Regions from separate parts of the Mus musculus genome. Here all the other regions are linked to region 3. Evidence: chromatin contacts called from public ChIA-PET, Hi-C and HiChIP or PLAC-seq data. All regions are on one chromosome and are shown on one strand. The core of a region is the stretch at or near the end of the contact, and the rest is flanking DNA. Distances in the headings are between cores, read along the strand shown. Region 1 overlaps Txnrd1 (thioredoxin reductase 1). Region 2 holds the start of Washc4 (WASH complex subunit 4). Region 3 overlaps Chst11 (carbohydrate sulfotransferase 11). Region 4 has its middle 11 kb from the start of Gm33781.

Evidence for each region. Hi-C and Micro-C count contacts between places; a contact is called where the count stands out from the background. ChIA-PET counts read pairs in DNA pulled down with a chosen protein or histone mark. HiChIP or PLAC-seq counts read pairs in DNA pulled down with a chosen protein or histone mark.
Region 1: an RNA polymerase II ChIA-PET map of memory CD8 T cells shows a contact between it and region 3, with 66 read pairs. The contact joins two enhancer-like sites. A contact is called at or near these places in 4 of 115 datasets of contacts at active chromatin or transcription factors (cardiomyocytes, embryonic stem cells, fetal liver and 1 more) and 1 of 9 other capture datasets (liver).
Region 2: a contact with region 3 is called in an H3K4me3 HiChIP or PLAC-seq map of bone marrow-derived macrophages, with 4 times the contacts expected there. The contact joins the promoter of Washc4 here to the enhancer-like site in region 3. A contact is called at or near these places in 11 of 39 promoter capture datasets (the 3T3-L1 cell line, 3T3-L1-derived adipocytes, the C10 cell line and 5 more), 3 of 115 datasets of contacts at active chromatin or transcription factors (bone marrow-derived macrophages, embryonic stem cells and memory CD8 T cells) and 3 of 9 other capture datasets (embryonic stem cells, liver and macrophages).
Region 4: a contact with region 3 is called in a Hi-C map of bone marrow-derived macrophages, with 3 times the contacts expected there. The contact joins two enhancer-like sites. A contact is called at or near these places in 2 of 39 promoter capture datasets (the C10 cell line and liver), 5 of 15 datasets of contacts at CTCF or cohesin (the NIH/3T3 cell line, embryonic stem cells, large pre-B cells and 1 more), 122 of 484 Hi-C or Micro-C datasets (the 63-12 cell line, the AtT-20 cell line, B cells and 73 more) and 13 of 115 datasets of contacts at active chromatin or transcription factors (the HPC-7 cell line, PVALB interneurons, astrocytes and 9 more).

What each region holds. Positions count from the first base shown.
Region 1 is chr10:82,885,748-82,889,100 of GRCm38.p6, forward strand. It overlaps Txnrd1 (thioredoxin reductase 1), which reads left to right. Exons shown (of 15, transcript NM_001042513.1): 13 at 1,426-1,521. Among named protein-coding and RNA genes, the nearest start is that of Eid3, 21 kb to the left of the region's middle. Within about 2 kb of position 1,769, at least 30 of the 459 cell types and tissues checked have an H3K27ac peak or open chromatin away from gene starts, as enhancers often do. A contact at or near this core is called in memory CD8 T cells, where this site is marked.
Region 2 is chr10:83,541,924-83,545,265 of GRCm38.p6, forward strand. It overlaps Washc4 (WASH complex subunit 4), which reads left to right and starts at 2,018. Exons shown (of 33, transcript NM_001033375.2): 1 at 2,018-2,179. The coding sequence starts at 2,119.
Region 3 is chr10:83,182,772-83,186,064 of GRCm38.p6, forward strand. The region is part of intron 2 of Chst11 (carbohydrate sulfotransferase 11); the gene reads left to right. Among named protein-coding and RNA genes, the nearest start is that of Slc41a2, 150 kb to the right of the region's middle. Within about 2 kb of position 1,655, at least 150 of the 459 cell types and tissues checked have an H3K27ac peak or open chromatin away from gene starts, as enhancers often do. A contact at or near this core is called in 3T3-L1-derived adipocytes, the 63-12 cell line, the Ba/F3 cell line and 3 more, where this site is marked.
Region 4 is chr10:82,921,676-82,925,047 of GRCm38.p6, forward strand. No RefSeq gene overlaps it. Among named protein-coding and RNA genes, the nearest start is that of Gm33781, 11 kb to the right of the region's middle. Within about 2 kb of position 2,011, at least 24 of the 459 cell types and tissues checked have an H3K27ac peak or open chromatin away from gene starts, as enhancers often do. A contact at or near this core is called in the 63-12 cell line, the Ba/F3 cell line, the HPC-7 cell line and 1 more, where this site is marked.

The DNA of each region.
Region 1 (3,353 bases), core at 519-3,018, 300 kb before region 3:
CAGCTGGATGATGTAAGAGCGCTTCAGTGCAGGTAGGAGGACTTGAGCTCAGATCCCCCCAGCACTCACATAGAACGTGGGGTCTGGGTGTATCCGTGGGAGAGACGGGCAGGGAGTACGCACAGGGAGAGTGCTGGCCCTTTGCTGGCTGCTAGTGTCACCAAAGAGTGGTGTGCTCCAGGTTCAGGGGAATAAGGCAGAGAGTGGTAATAGTGCCCTATATTATGTTATACATATAATAGTAGTCTTCTTTGATATCCTTGTGGGACAAACAGACCTGCACAAATGTTACCTCTCCAAGTTTTTTTGGTAAGTATTTTTATCTTAAGGTTATTAGTAAGCAAGTCGTGTTCATACAGAAAGACTGAATTTTCTTACTTTGCTTTGCTACTTTCCTTACAAAAGTGAGACATTTTGAAAAACCCAATTAAAGAAGCAGGAATCAACTACTCACAGATGCTGTCTGTAGTGTAGCCATTTGGAAGGCTTTCCTTGGTCTTTCCCTAAGTAATTTTACATGCGTTAGACTTTTGTATCAGAGCACTGATGTGGGTCCCCAGAGGAGGAAATAGTCTTGCTTGTCATGCCCAAGACACATCAAACAGAGCCCCTGTCTTCTGGCTCCCCTGCACCTCTCTCCCTCCTCCTGTGCTGTCTGGTAAGGTTCCTGGAGGAACTTTCTGGAAGCAGGAAGAAGCACCAGCTAGCTGGTTGTTAGAGCTGCCCCTGCTATGTACAGCTCTCATTCCTCTGAGCCAGTGACTCTCAGCCTTCCTAAAGCTATGACCCTTCAGTTCAGTTCGTCATGTTGTCGTGACTCCCCCACCCCCATAAAATTATTTCAGTTTTACTTCATAACTGTAATTTTGCTACTGTTAGAAATCATAATGTAACTGTCTGATATAGAGGACATCTAAGAGTCAGCCCCCAAAGGCAACCCACAGGGTGAGAAACACTGACCTACACTAACCAGGAGGTCACTTTGTATTTTTTGTTTCTTTTCTTTTTCTTGTTCTGAAACATTAATATGTCTATTCTGTCGCTCTGGCTATCTTAGAACTCCCTGTGTAGACCAGGCTGGCCTCAAACTCAGATCCACCTGCTTCCGCTTTAATCCCAAGTGCTGGAGTTAAAGGCGTGCACCACCACCGCCCGCTTGTTGTCTTATGTAAGACAGTAATTTTGTGGCTTCTTTCTTGATTTTCTTGGTCATTTTGTTATATTACTTAAGGTTTACTAATCATGTTGAACTAAGATTAGTCAAAGGGGTCTTGACAACAAAGTTCCAAGTTATTTGTCTTTTGATGAAGTCAGTTTATTCTGTGAACTTTATCAGCAGCGCTAATTATTGAAGTACCTCCACACCTACTGCTGGGCAACATCCCACATAAGGAAACAAGTCTGACCTGTGCTTGTGTCTTCCAGGTTTACCATAGTTTCTTTTGGCCATTGGAATGGACAGTCCCATCCCGGGATAACAACAAATGTTATGCAAAAATAATCTGCAACCTTAAAGACGATGTAAGTGCGGCGACGGGTCTTTGTGGAGATGTGTAGCTTTTGACCATGAATGTTAGGATTCCAGCCATTGGTGTCCACAGCACCAGGGGCAGCATCTTAGGCAAGGGTCTGGGCTCTCCTGCCTGCTGCCTTGCCTGTTCATCTTTCCTGGTCCGGGGCCCCGCTGCAGGCAGGCAGAACACACGTAGGTAAAGGAAGTCAGGGGACACTTGAAGCTTCTCTGTGTTGATGAGTGGAGAGTCATGAAGTCCTCAGCTACCTTTTAAAAAACCACAAGCAAACCCAACCCCGGATGCTCTGCTTTGATCCTCTGCGCTGGTGGGAAGAGCTCAGACTTGGCTGGGCTCCAGATTGAGATGTACCCACTGCTACACTAGTGACCAAGCCCGAGGGCAAACTCCTGCCTCCCAGGTATTCCAGACCCATAGTGAGAGAGATGGACTACCTTAGCAGTTTTCAAACTTACTTGACTGTTGCCACACAGTAAGAAATACATTTTATATTATATTCCAGAACACGTGTCCATACACACATACTCTTTCTTCTTTCTTTCTTTCTTTCGCTCTCTCTCTCTCTCTCTCTCTCTCTCTCTCTCTCTCTCTTTCTTTCTTCCTTCCTTCCCTCCCTCCCTCCCTCCCTCCCTCCTTCCCTCCCTCCCTCCCTCCCTCCTTCTCTCTCTCTCTTTCTTTCTTTCAAGATTTATTTATTTATTTATTTATTTATTTATTTATTTATTTATTTATTTAATGTATATGAGTGCACTGTAGCTGTACAGATGGTTGTGAGCCTTCACGTGGCTGTTGGGAATTGAATTTAGGACCTCTGTTCGCTCTGGTCTGCCCGCTTGCTCAGTCCCTGCTTGCTCCAGCCCAAAGATGCACCAGAAGAGGGCGTCAGATTTCATTTGGGTGGTTGTGAGCCACCATGTGGTTGCTAGGATTTGAACTCAGGACCTTTGGAAGCAGTCAGTACTCTTAACCTCTGAGCCATCTCTCCAGCCCCATATTCTCATTCAATATTGTACCAGAAACTGAATTTTTTCAATGTATTCAGCATATTGACCTTAAAAATCCCTTCAGGGAAAATATGAATAAAGCCAAAGCCTTACATCAAACACACAAAGAACTTGGTTAGATTATTAAAACAATCTCAGGGTTTGTCTGTAATGACATACTTTGTTTAAAAATTGTTTTAGATGAGAAAGATTTTTTTTAGAACCCAGAAGGTTTCAGGACACTGCCTTAGGTGTAAAGTTATCACTGAGGCAGATGTTCGGTGAATGAATCGATCAGGGTAACCCCTCGTGAACTGTGCACTGACATAAGGATCAATGGCGTATCACTCTCTCTATCTCTTTGGACATAGCTTTATTAAAGCATGATGTAGCCAAGTATCATCTGACTTCACAGTGACCGAGTGTCCTTGGTTTTAAACAGAGCTCAGTGGTCTACGTGTAAATCACACTCACACACATGGAAGTACTTCCTGCTCCCTGCTCGGGTCAGTGAACACCAGCCTGTAAGAGATCAGCAGTGCAGATACGGTTCACAGCAGCTCTGGTCTGGAACACTTGCTCCCGCACTGTTGAGAATCTCGTTTAATCTGTGCTGAGGGGGCGCCTCTGTGACCACTGATAATTGCTATCTGCTTGTTCTGCCCATTCTGTGACTGAGGAAACTGAGTCCAGTCTAGTAGAGCTATTAGATCCCGGCCCGTGTCACAGCCATGCCAGTGACAGTCACTTCCTGCCTCTATTGTCTTTCTACTGTCTTATGTTTTTATTCTTTTTTACCTTTTCGGAAGTTGGTGTCTCTCTCAACTGTCCATGGTTT
Region 2 (3,342 bases), core at 768-3,267, 360 kb after region 3:
AGCTACATAGTGAGTTCAAAGTTAGTCTGGGCCACGACAACAAAAACCCTCTTGTTATAGATTATGCAATGAGCACAAGATACGTGCTAGCTATTAATAAAGCATTACTTCTTTTATTTAGATTTCTAAATGTAAGCATCTAAGTCATAAAATATTACAAAAGGAATTTTGAAATAAACTTTAAAAAAAACCCTGCCATAATAATTAATTTCTAACTCAAAAGCCTGGGAGGATGTCACTGTGAGATGCTTGCTAATGACCAAGTGGATCAGTGATGCAATCACCATCATGGCTGTTCCCTCTGCTACATAAAGCCACTTTTATGATGACAGCCATTGGCTTCTGTATCGTTGTCTCCTCCACTTCCAGGCTAAGTGATCTCTAGAGAGTTGCTTCTTCTTAGCTCAGGGCATCCGTGGAGCACGTGACCTACACTAAGCCAATGGGTCCACCCCTCCTGATATTTGGGTTTCTGAGATTGGCTGGAAAGTGTGCTCAAGTAAAGAAAGGCTAATCACTGCTGGCAAGACTTGATTCTGGGACTTTTGTTCGAGTTATCAGTTCAGCGTGCTCTTTTTCTCTCGTGGGCTAGATTTAGTCTTGTGATAATGTGGGCCCGAAGCTGCCAACAGCTACCATATGGAACCTAAAGAAGGCTGCCAGAACTGCATGCTACAGAAACTGAAAATTCCAATAGGCCACCCTGAAGCCAGAGACACACTAAGTCCACATGTGTTTGTCAGCTGTCACTGTAACAAACACTTTTGTTAGAAAAAAAAAGCATTTTCTAATTTCTTTGCAATGCCAGGCATGGTGACACATGCCTGTATTCCCAGCACTTAGGAAAGCACTTTACAAAGTAAAGATGTTCATTTGTGGCTCAGATCTGTAGAGGTTTCCCTCCATAGCCTTGTCACAGGCCCAGGAGCAGCAGGGACTCTCAGCTACGATAATGAGATCTTGTCTCAAAATAAAACCAAGCCCAAACCTTAGCATCTCAGAACATGCTCTTCAAGAGAACATTCTATATTGATTTGTGGTACTTTATATAATGCAAATAACTTTAAAACTCTGCTTGAAAAAGACTCAGCTAATAGACACAAGAAAAATTTAAGAGCCACTTTGTATTAATGAGCACCTACCCGTTTTCAAGTAATCCAGTCTTCTTTAATGAGATTTGAATTCTTCCTATGCATTTGCAAACACATGAGCATAAATAAACGTTTACGTCGATTGTAGATGTTACAGCAAATATGCATTGTTCTAAAATCGACTCCTCTCCTTTTTTTTTTTTTCTTTTTTTTCTTTAATGCCATTTGAGACCTATTTCATTTTGTAGCTTTCTAGGAGTTCAGAGTATGGATGTCTTAAATTTTACATTATGATTTTTTTTTTGATGCTATTTAGACTGCTTCGTAGAAGTACATACTAAAAACTGCCCTGATAGAAAGCGTTTTGTGTAAACGTTAGGATAGATGTAGAACTCAGGGTAACACAGTTCCCACCCCACCTTCTTAAAAGCAAGGAAAGAAAGAATAGTGATCTATGTAAAGCAAACCCAGTAGTGAGATTGCTTGGTGGCGTTCTTAAAGTCATTACTTTTTTACACACACAGGTCTTTTCTCAACAAATAATCTGCACAGGAAGTGCAAGGGGATCAAGGAATCGCGAGGGTAAAGACAGAAAGGGAGCTGGTGAGACAGGCATCTTGGTCCAAGGGCTCGGGCAGTGTCCAGGTGAAGGACCGGGTCTTGCGTTGGGCCCCACCCGGTTATTTCCATTCTTTCCAGGTTAGACTGAGGGAGTAATCCCCTAGGATATAAAAAAAAAAGAGCCTCGAGGAACGGAATGTGCCCTGAGAACAGTCGTGAACGGCAGCGAGACCAGGAAAGGATGCAGGATGCCAACGGCAGCCATCACTATGGCGGCCGCGCCGGGAGCAGGCGGTCGACTCGCTTTCCCAGCGGCTCCCGCGGTCCGCAGGGCCGAGAGTCCACTGGCTCTGGCGTGCGGGGGCGGGGCCGAAGCCGGAAGTCACGTGCCGTGACAGCGGCTGGGGTGAGGCCCGCGTCGCGGCTGTGGCTGCTCGGGGCTGTGTCTGTGGGAGGTTCCGCGGCGATGGCCGTGGACACTCTGTCGCCCGACTGGGACTTCGACCGCGTGGACGACGGCTCTCAGAGTAAGCCCCGGCATCGGGCGAGGCGGGCCGGGCGGCGCTGCGGACGGAGGGCGGCGCGGTGCGGCGCCGCGCTGCGCAGCCGCCCTCTCGGGACCCTCCCGCTGGGTGGGACTGGGGCGCTCTGCGTGACCGTGTGGTCGCGTCTGGCCGTGCACTCGCACCCTGCGTCCCTCCCGGAATCGGTGACGGGCCAGCGGTGCCATCGCTGGGGAGCCCCGCGCGAGGCCATCCTCCCGGGTTGTCCATCCCGTCCCAGGGTTTGCCCCAGATGCTCAGCCTTCAGTTCTAGAAGAGTCTGGGTTCCCGTTTCGGTTTCCTGTTTTTCTTTGCTTCTCAAGCCAACTTTTGAAGTTTGGATTCACGTTCTTAGAACCACAGAGACAGCTAAAAACAGCTCTTTCTGGCCTTAAAAAAAAAATCAACCAACATAGGAATATCTTATTCCTTCTCGGCCCTTTATTGATTTTTAAATAGCTGAAAAGGTTTTTAAATCTATTTTAACTTTTTAAAAAATCAGATCTGCTTCGCAGTTGCCTCATGACGTCAAGTCCAAGTTTATGTTTAAAATCACTTCCAACCCCAAAAGCCTCATAGTTTGTTTCAGCATAAATGGACAACCCAAACTAATTAGAGACACTCTGGAGGTTGATTTGTTTGTTTGTTTGTTTGTTTGTTTTTTCTGTGTGATAGAAGATATATTGGGGCGAGTTGCCCAAGAAATTTTTAAATGCATACCTTTCCCAAAAGTAGGAATGCCTTTAAAAATAAAGTACAGCTGCATTATGAATTATTTTACAGAGATACTAGACCATGTACAGATTCCTATGTAACTGTGTTTTGCCTTTACATCTAGTTGAACTATGTTCAGGGTGCTGGGCAGATCTTAAGATATTGGTCTTAGTCAGCATAAAGAAAAATCTAGATGGAAGGATAGTAACCACCCCTTCTCCTCCCCCCCCCCCCCCCCATTGTGCGCTGAGGTCCCTACTTTAGTTTAATCTAACCAAAGTTGGAATGAAGGTATACTGGGTTTCAGCTTTAAGTGGAATGAATGATCAGTTATTTAGACATAATCAGTTTTTTAGATGCTCAGGACTGGGGAAAGGAGTGGAAACAGGACGTGGGTGAGGACACAATATAAAAACCATGTATGTATGAAAATG
Region 3 (3,293 bases), core at 405-2,904:
CAGCGATACTGGTCTCAGTGGCGCCTCCCTGTGGCCTTCCCGTTACACTGCCGTGTGGATGACAAATGGCCATCTCTCTTGAAAAAGACTTAGCAGGAGAGAGGCACTAATGTGTTGGCACAATGCTAACCCTCCTTCTCTGAGTCCTGCAAGGATTCAGCACCAAGTGCTTGAGACACACAAGACATTTAGACCTGGGCCAGCAGCCCTGCAGGCAGGGAAGGCACAGGCTGTATTCATTCACAATGTTGTAACTGTTGAAGGCTGGGCAGCTAGAGACAGTGAGGCCTGATGCTGGGGGTGGCTTCTTGGACTTTTGGGTTTGTGGGTGACTTGTGGAAGGGGTAGAAGGTGCCTAGCAGGTGGGAAAGGGAGGAATACTTTGCGGTGGTATCTGCTGGGCTGGCCCAATTCTAGCCTCTTCCCCACCAGGAATGGTACGTGGGTAACTTGTATTAATGAGGGAGATGGGGTGTTGATAGACCAGGAGGCATCAGAGATAGATCAACCAGTACAGTGCTTGCTGCACAGGCCTGAGGTCCTGGCTTCCATCCCTAGAACGGATAGGGGGGAGCAAAAAACAAACAAACAAACAAACACTGAGCATTGTGATGTGTGTCTGTTATCCCAGCGTAGGTTTCAGGCCAATAAGAAACACTGTTGTAGTAGTTGTTGTTATTGTTGTTGAAGGAGAGTGATGGACAGCGTCTAAGGAATGATACCTAATACCCAAGATCGACCTCCACAAGTACACACACACACACACACACACACACACACACACACACACACCACACACACACACACACACAATAGCCTACAGTTCTAGCATCCTGAAATCCACCGCCTGCTTTACAGTGTGTTGACTGTACTGATAGCTCATCGCGATGTTGCCCCTTTCTTCAACTGTCCAGCCAGGATGTTATTCCAGCTAATGTCTATCAGTCATTTTCTGTCAGTGAGATACCAGATGTGCATGAGTCAGGCCTCGTGAGCAGATGCCAGATGTGTCTGGCATTCCTGCAGAGCCCACTCCCGGAGAAGAATACCCAACCAGCAGTTCCTCGGGTGTAACAGAGACACCAGAGCTGATCTGATGGAAATACCCCAGGACCGTGGCTAGGAGCAGGTGCCTGGACCACCCACACTGACCGTACAGTCAGATGGCTAAGGTGGAGTCAAGGAGTTACAGTCACCAGACAACACAGGGAGTCAGCATTCAGGTTCAGTCAAGGCTTTGCTGCCTGGTTCTACTGCCAGCCCCTTTCCAGACAATCCTCCACAATGACGTTAAACAGGAAGTGAATTTCTACTTCCGTGGTGTTCACAAGACACAGGCATGGTGCCATATGTTTTTTTTCTGAGCCCTCAATCATCAAAGCAACCCCCAGAATGCACAACTATTGTCCCCATGGTACAGAATGGGGAACCAAGGCCTGAGGGCTCAAGATGCTCAGTCAAATGTTCAGTAAGGCGTGCTGAGTCTCTGGAGAGAGGCAGGAAGGAAACCACAAAGCCAAATTGTCCAGTCAGAAGCCAAGAGAACCTGCAGGGCCAAGCCATATTCTCCCACACACACACCTACCTGCCTCCCTAAAATACCACAGACAGCCCAGCCCTGGGGGGGAGTTGCCAGCCTCGAGGCTGAGAGAAGGGGCCCAGCTTCCTTCCTCCTGTCAGAAGTGACTTCCGATATCCCCAGAGTGTGTCAGTCAACAGGCACAGAGCCTGCCTGCCCCTCTGATTTCAGACTTCTGAAGGACCAGCCTCCTTGGTGTCGGAACCCTGTCCCTTCCTCACCCTTGTCCCTGTTCTGGGCCACCATTCATAGGAAGCCAGGCCAGCTTGGCAATGGTCCCATTCCTAAGCCTGAAGCCTTCTGCACCAGGCCCAAACCTCCCGGAGCCCAGAGACTGTGGGATGTAAATAAGGCCCCTCCAGCTACATCTGGCTTCCTGGAAAGGCGCCCCAACTCACGGAGCCCTGTGCAGAGCTCTTCCAACCTCTTCTGGTATCTTTGCCCTCCAGCATGGCATGACTCCTCCTCCTGTTTCCTGGGCTGACTCAGGTAGAAAGCTCCAGAGGAGTCCTCCCATGATCAAAGCTGTTTCATCAGAGCCGACTTCTCCTAAGACGAACAGCCTATCTGCTAATGCGTTGGTGCAGCTTCAGACTCTGGCTCCAAACCTCAGTAGGAGGATGGGCTGGGGCAGCAGATGTAGGCACCAGAGGAGCACACAGCAGCCTCTCCAGTCACCCAGAACCTGCACAATCCCTATACACCCCACATTATTGACATATACCTGCATCTATTCATACATGCATATGTGCATATATTACATTCACTCCTGAGTGTAAGCATACATTCATACATGCATGTGCGCACTGACTCGTATGCATTCATGCATTCTCACTTTAATTCAGACAAACCTTCGAGTGTCTCCTATGGGCCAAGAATTAGTAATGTATTAGAGGGAAAAAAAAGTGGAAGACACCTGCACCCTGGAATTAGCATGCTAGGAGGGAGAGAGGCCAGAGCGAGTCAGTGGTGTGTGACACGCATACAAGATGGTGGCTGTTGCAAGAGAGCAGCCAGGCAAGGGCTTGAGCCTCAAAACTTGCTCTTAATAAACTGACTGAGTACTTTTCGCAGGATGCTCACAGCCTGGCTGGTTCTTTTTCCCCAGGGGTCTTTAAGCTGTGCACCTAGGATGGGTGAACCAGAGGCTCCAAGAAGGTGTGTTACAGCCCTCAGATGCCAGGGAGAACACCAGCTGGTTACTCACAGACAACACCAGCCCCAGCAGGTTTAGTGAGACTCGACAAGGCTCACACCCAGGTTCCAGTGTGGTCCAGCCCTAGTATACATAGGACTCTAGGCCCTCTGAAGCTGTGGTTCCTACCCGGGCAGTACTAGGACCCTGGGACCACCGGCAACAGCCGGAGAAGGTATAGCAGACCTCTGGGATAGAAATAGGACCCAGCCTATCACCATGATACCTCTGGACTGCCAGGATTGAGTCCCCAGGTGGCTTAATCCAGAGGTGGGAGTCCCCAGGTGTGGCTTCTGACTCCAGGAGTCACACAAGTCAGTGTCTACCAGCACCTGAACTTACAGTCCCAGTTCCTATCTCTGGGACCTTGAGCAACCTGCATCGTCCCCAGTGCCTCAGTTTCCCTCTCTGGAAGTTAGAAACGCCGATGATACCTGCTTCCAAGTGTGTGGCTCAGCGGCAACTTGTGCAGTAGTGTTCCAATGCAGCTAGTAGATATGGTGCTTGTGTTTGCTGGGG
Region 4 (3,372 bases), core at 761-3,260, 260 kb before region 3:
ATTTTTATAAGCAAGGGGTCACTTTCCAGTGGTTCCAGCTATTTTTGAGATGGATTTTCTGTTACTGGCAGCCAGAACCAGGAGAAGGTCCAGTTGTCTGTCGGGTATGGTCAATGGACTCATTGTATAACACAGGAAATACAGAAGGTGATGGGGACCGGGGATGTGAGAAATGAAGAGCTATGAAGAACTCGGCTTGAGATGTGCTCAGTTAGCCTGTCTGAGGGATGCCCTGCTGCACTTCTAAAGGGTGTGGGAAACCTTACAGCAGGGGTAAACAGGCGGCTGCCATGCTGGGCTGACCTGGGTTTGGATCCCACCTCTGTCTAGTAACACGTGCATCACTGAGGCAGGAGACCACCAGCCTCCTCCATTTCACCCAGGAGGAATTCCTTCGGGGTGATAGACAATCTCAGTTCTTGCTTTCCTGACCTCTAGACCAGTGGCACACCTCAGCACTGCCACTCTCAGATGGTGTCACATGAATAGACTGTGAGTAATGGGATGTGCTAGCTGTTTTGTTCCTCACTTGTCAGCTGATGGAGAGAATCTAGGGGCAGTGTGCCGGCTAATCTTGGTTGTTAACAAAGTCTTGACCTCTTCCTCTTCTTCCTCCTCCTCCTCCTCCTCCTTTGTTTTCTTCAAGACAGGGTTTCTCTATATAGCCCTGGCTGTCCTGGAACTCACTCTGTAGACCAGGCTGGCCCTGAACTCAGAGACTGCCTGCCTCTGCCTCCAGAGTGCTGGGATTAAAGGCATGTGCCACCACCACCCAGTGGGTCATTTTCTTGGTTGCTAATTGGTGTAGGATGGCTCGGCCATTGTGGAGGGTCCCAGCTGGCTTGAGCCACATAAGAAAACAAGCTGAATGTGACCCTGGGCTGGTTCAGCATCCCTGTGGTTTTTGTGTTAAGTTCCTGCCTTGTACTCCTACCTGGCCTGCCCTTTTGATGTAAACTGTAAGATGAAGCAAGGCCTTTCCTCCTGAAGCTTCTTCTTTTTTTTTTTTTTTTTCATGTTGTTTAACATGGCAACAAAAAAATCAAAGTAGAATGTTTGCTGCTGTAAAGGTGGTGGGACCTGGGAGTACAGAGTGGAGCCAGTGAATGAGGCAGACTAAAGTCACATGCAATAGCCGACCGTATCCAGTCAGTTTATACTGTGCGTGTTAAGAGGAGTCATGTGAACAAAGTTCACAATCACAGGGGCAAGCCACTCAGGGTGGGCAAGCTACACACAAGCTACATGTGGCAAAACCATGTTTTTCCATAGAGGCACATAAACAAATCACATTAGCCAGCTGTAACGAGTAATCGGAAATAGACTCACTCTTATCTGCTACACGTGGGAGGGGCACACAGGCACATTCCAAGAACAGTTTTGTGTTTTTGAAGAAACTAAGGTCATAAGACTCAGGACTTGGTCTCTTGGAGTGTTCTCACAAGCGCCCAGAAACCTCCTCACACAACTCCATTCCTGGATCGTGTTCTGACATCTCCCCATGTTTAATTAATTAGATGCACAGAGTGGTTTTGATTTGAGGTGTTGTAGATACATCTGGTTGTCGTTTGATGCAGTAGTATCCTATGTGCAAGCAAATTATAACTAGAATGGCTAAGAGCAGAACAGTGAAGGAGTTGTGTGTAACACTCTGACACCAAGAACAGGGACCTGAACTATGTCACTACCATCAGTCACACTGTCATATGGATCAGAAAAATCTAGAGAATAGCTTTGAAAAGAGGCCCATATGGTTAGTAGTTCTGGTCTCTGTAGAATGTAAGCCCATATTTGGTGTAAATGAGTCCATCCCAAAGCTTTACTCTCTTGTGCTGTAGGAGACAACTTAGTGGGGGAAATGAGTAAGTTTAAAGGAAGTGAAGGATCCACATGGTCAATGAATGGTTCTTTCAGTCTGGATTCAAATAGCAGCTGCCCAGCCTTCTACTCCATGATGATGGCACACTGTTTGAAACTGTGAAGTGAAGTGTCTTCCCTCCCACCAGTTGCTTCCGTTGAGCATTAAGTCACAAGGACGAGAAAAGAGGCAAATACAGGAACTGACCTCATTCCTGAGATAGTCATGGTCCAGTTTCCTCCCAAAGCTGTAACCTAGTGTCTCTCACCATCAGAGTGGGAGTTAGGATTTCAACAGACAAAGTTTTGAAATAACAACGGTATAAAACCCCAGAAACCCACCTCCAGCTCCTAGAATGTAGAGATTACTTAAGACAAAGACTGGCTTACTGAATAAAAATAGGCTAAATAAAAATGTCAAGTAGCCAGACAGGTTGCTGTGCACCTATTACTCCCGCAGAAGTGGCAGGACGGTGAGTTTGAAGCCAGCCTGGGCTACCTATTGAGACCCTGTCTCTAAAGACAATTGGCAGCCACAACAAGCCAGCTCCTAGTAGAATAGGTATTAGGTAGAAATGGTGGCACATGGGCTTCTTGACATGACATCATGTATGTGCAGTGCCATCTCCAGGCTAGCTCCTTACCATGCAGGATGCAAACTTGCATTACTAGTCCTCTATGATCAGGACTCTTGGTCATAGTCCTTGTCTAGGTCTTGAGCGGTGGCTTAGAGCCTGGTACCCAGTTGTTCCTATTGGTACAAGCAGTGTGTGTGTGTGTATGTGTGTGTGTGTGGTGTGTTACATCTACAGGTCTGTGCACCACATGTGTGCACTGTGCACAGAAGTCAGAAGAGAGTGCCATATCCCTTTGAAGCTTGAGTTACACATTGTTGTGAACCGCCATGTAGGTGCTGGGAATTGAATTCATTCCTCTAAAAAGACAACCTGTAACTTTAACCACTAAGCCATCTCTCCAGCCCCTGCAGAGAGCTTTAAACTTCAAGATAGTGAAATATTAATGTTTTTCTGTTCTAGAAACACAGACTTTAATATACTAGGCCTTGAGTCCCATGCTGTCTATATACGGTATATGCCCCAAATCAGCCTACTACCTGGTATGTGGTACCTATTCAAGAACTGTTGGAAGTGTGTGTGTACGAGGGGCAGGGGAACCTCACTGTGTAGCCCCAATTGACCTAGAACTTGCTTTGTATACTAGGTTGGGTTTGCACTCTTAGGGATCTGCCTGCCCCCTGAGTGCTGGGAATAAAGATACGTACCACTGTGCCTGTAATATTTTTATTTTAATCTTTTGCACAGACTCCTTCCCTGTCCAAACCAGCTCATGACTTGAGAGCAGTACTTGGCCAAGGATGGGCAGAGTTGAAAGCACAGTGGCTTTGGAAGGTCACAAGAATAGGCACTGGGATGTCTGAGTCACAAAGGTGGACAGCTTGTTGTGCAAGGCTGCCTGAGCTGTGTAAGACACTGTCCCTGCCAGTGTCCCCAAATG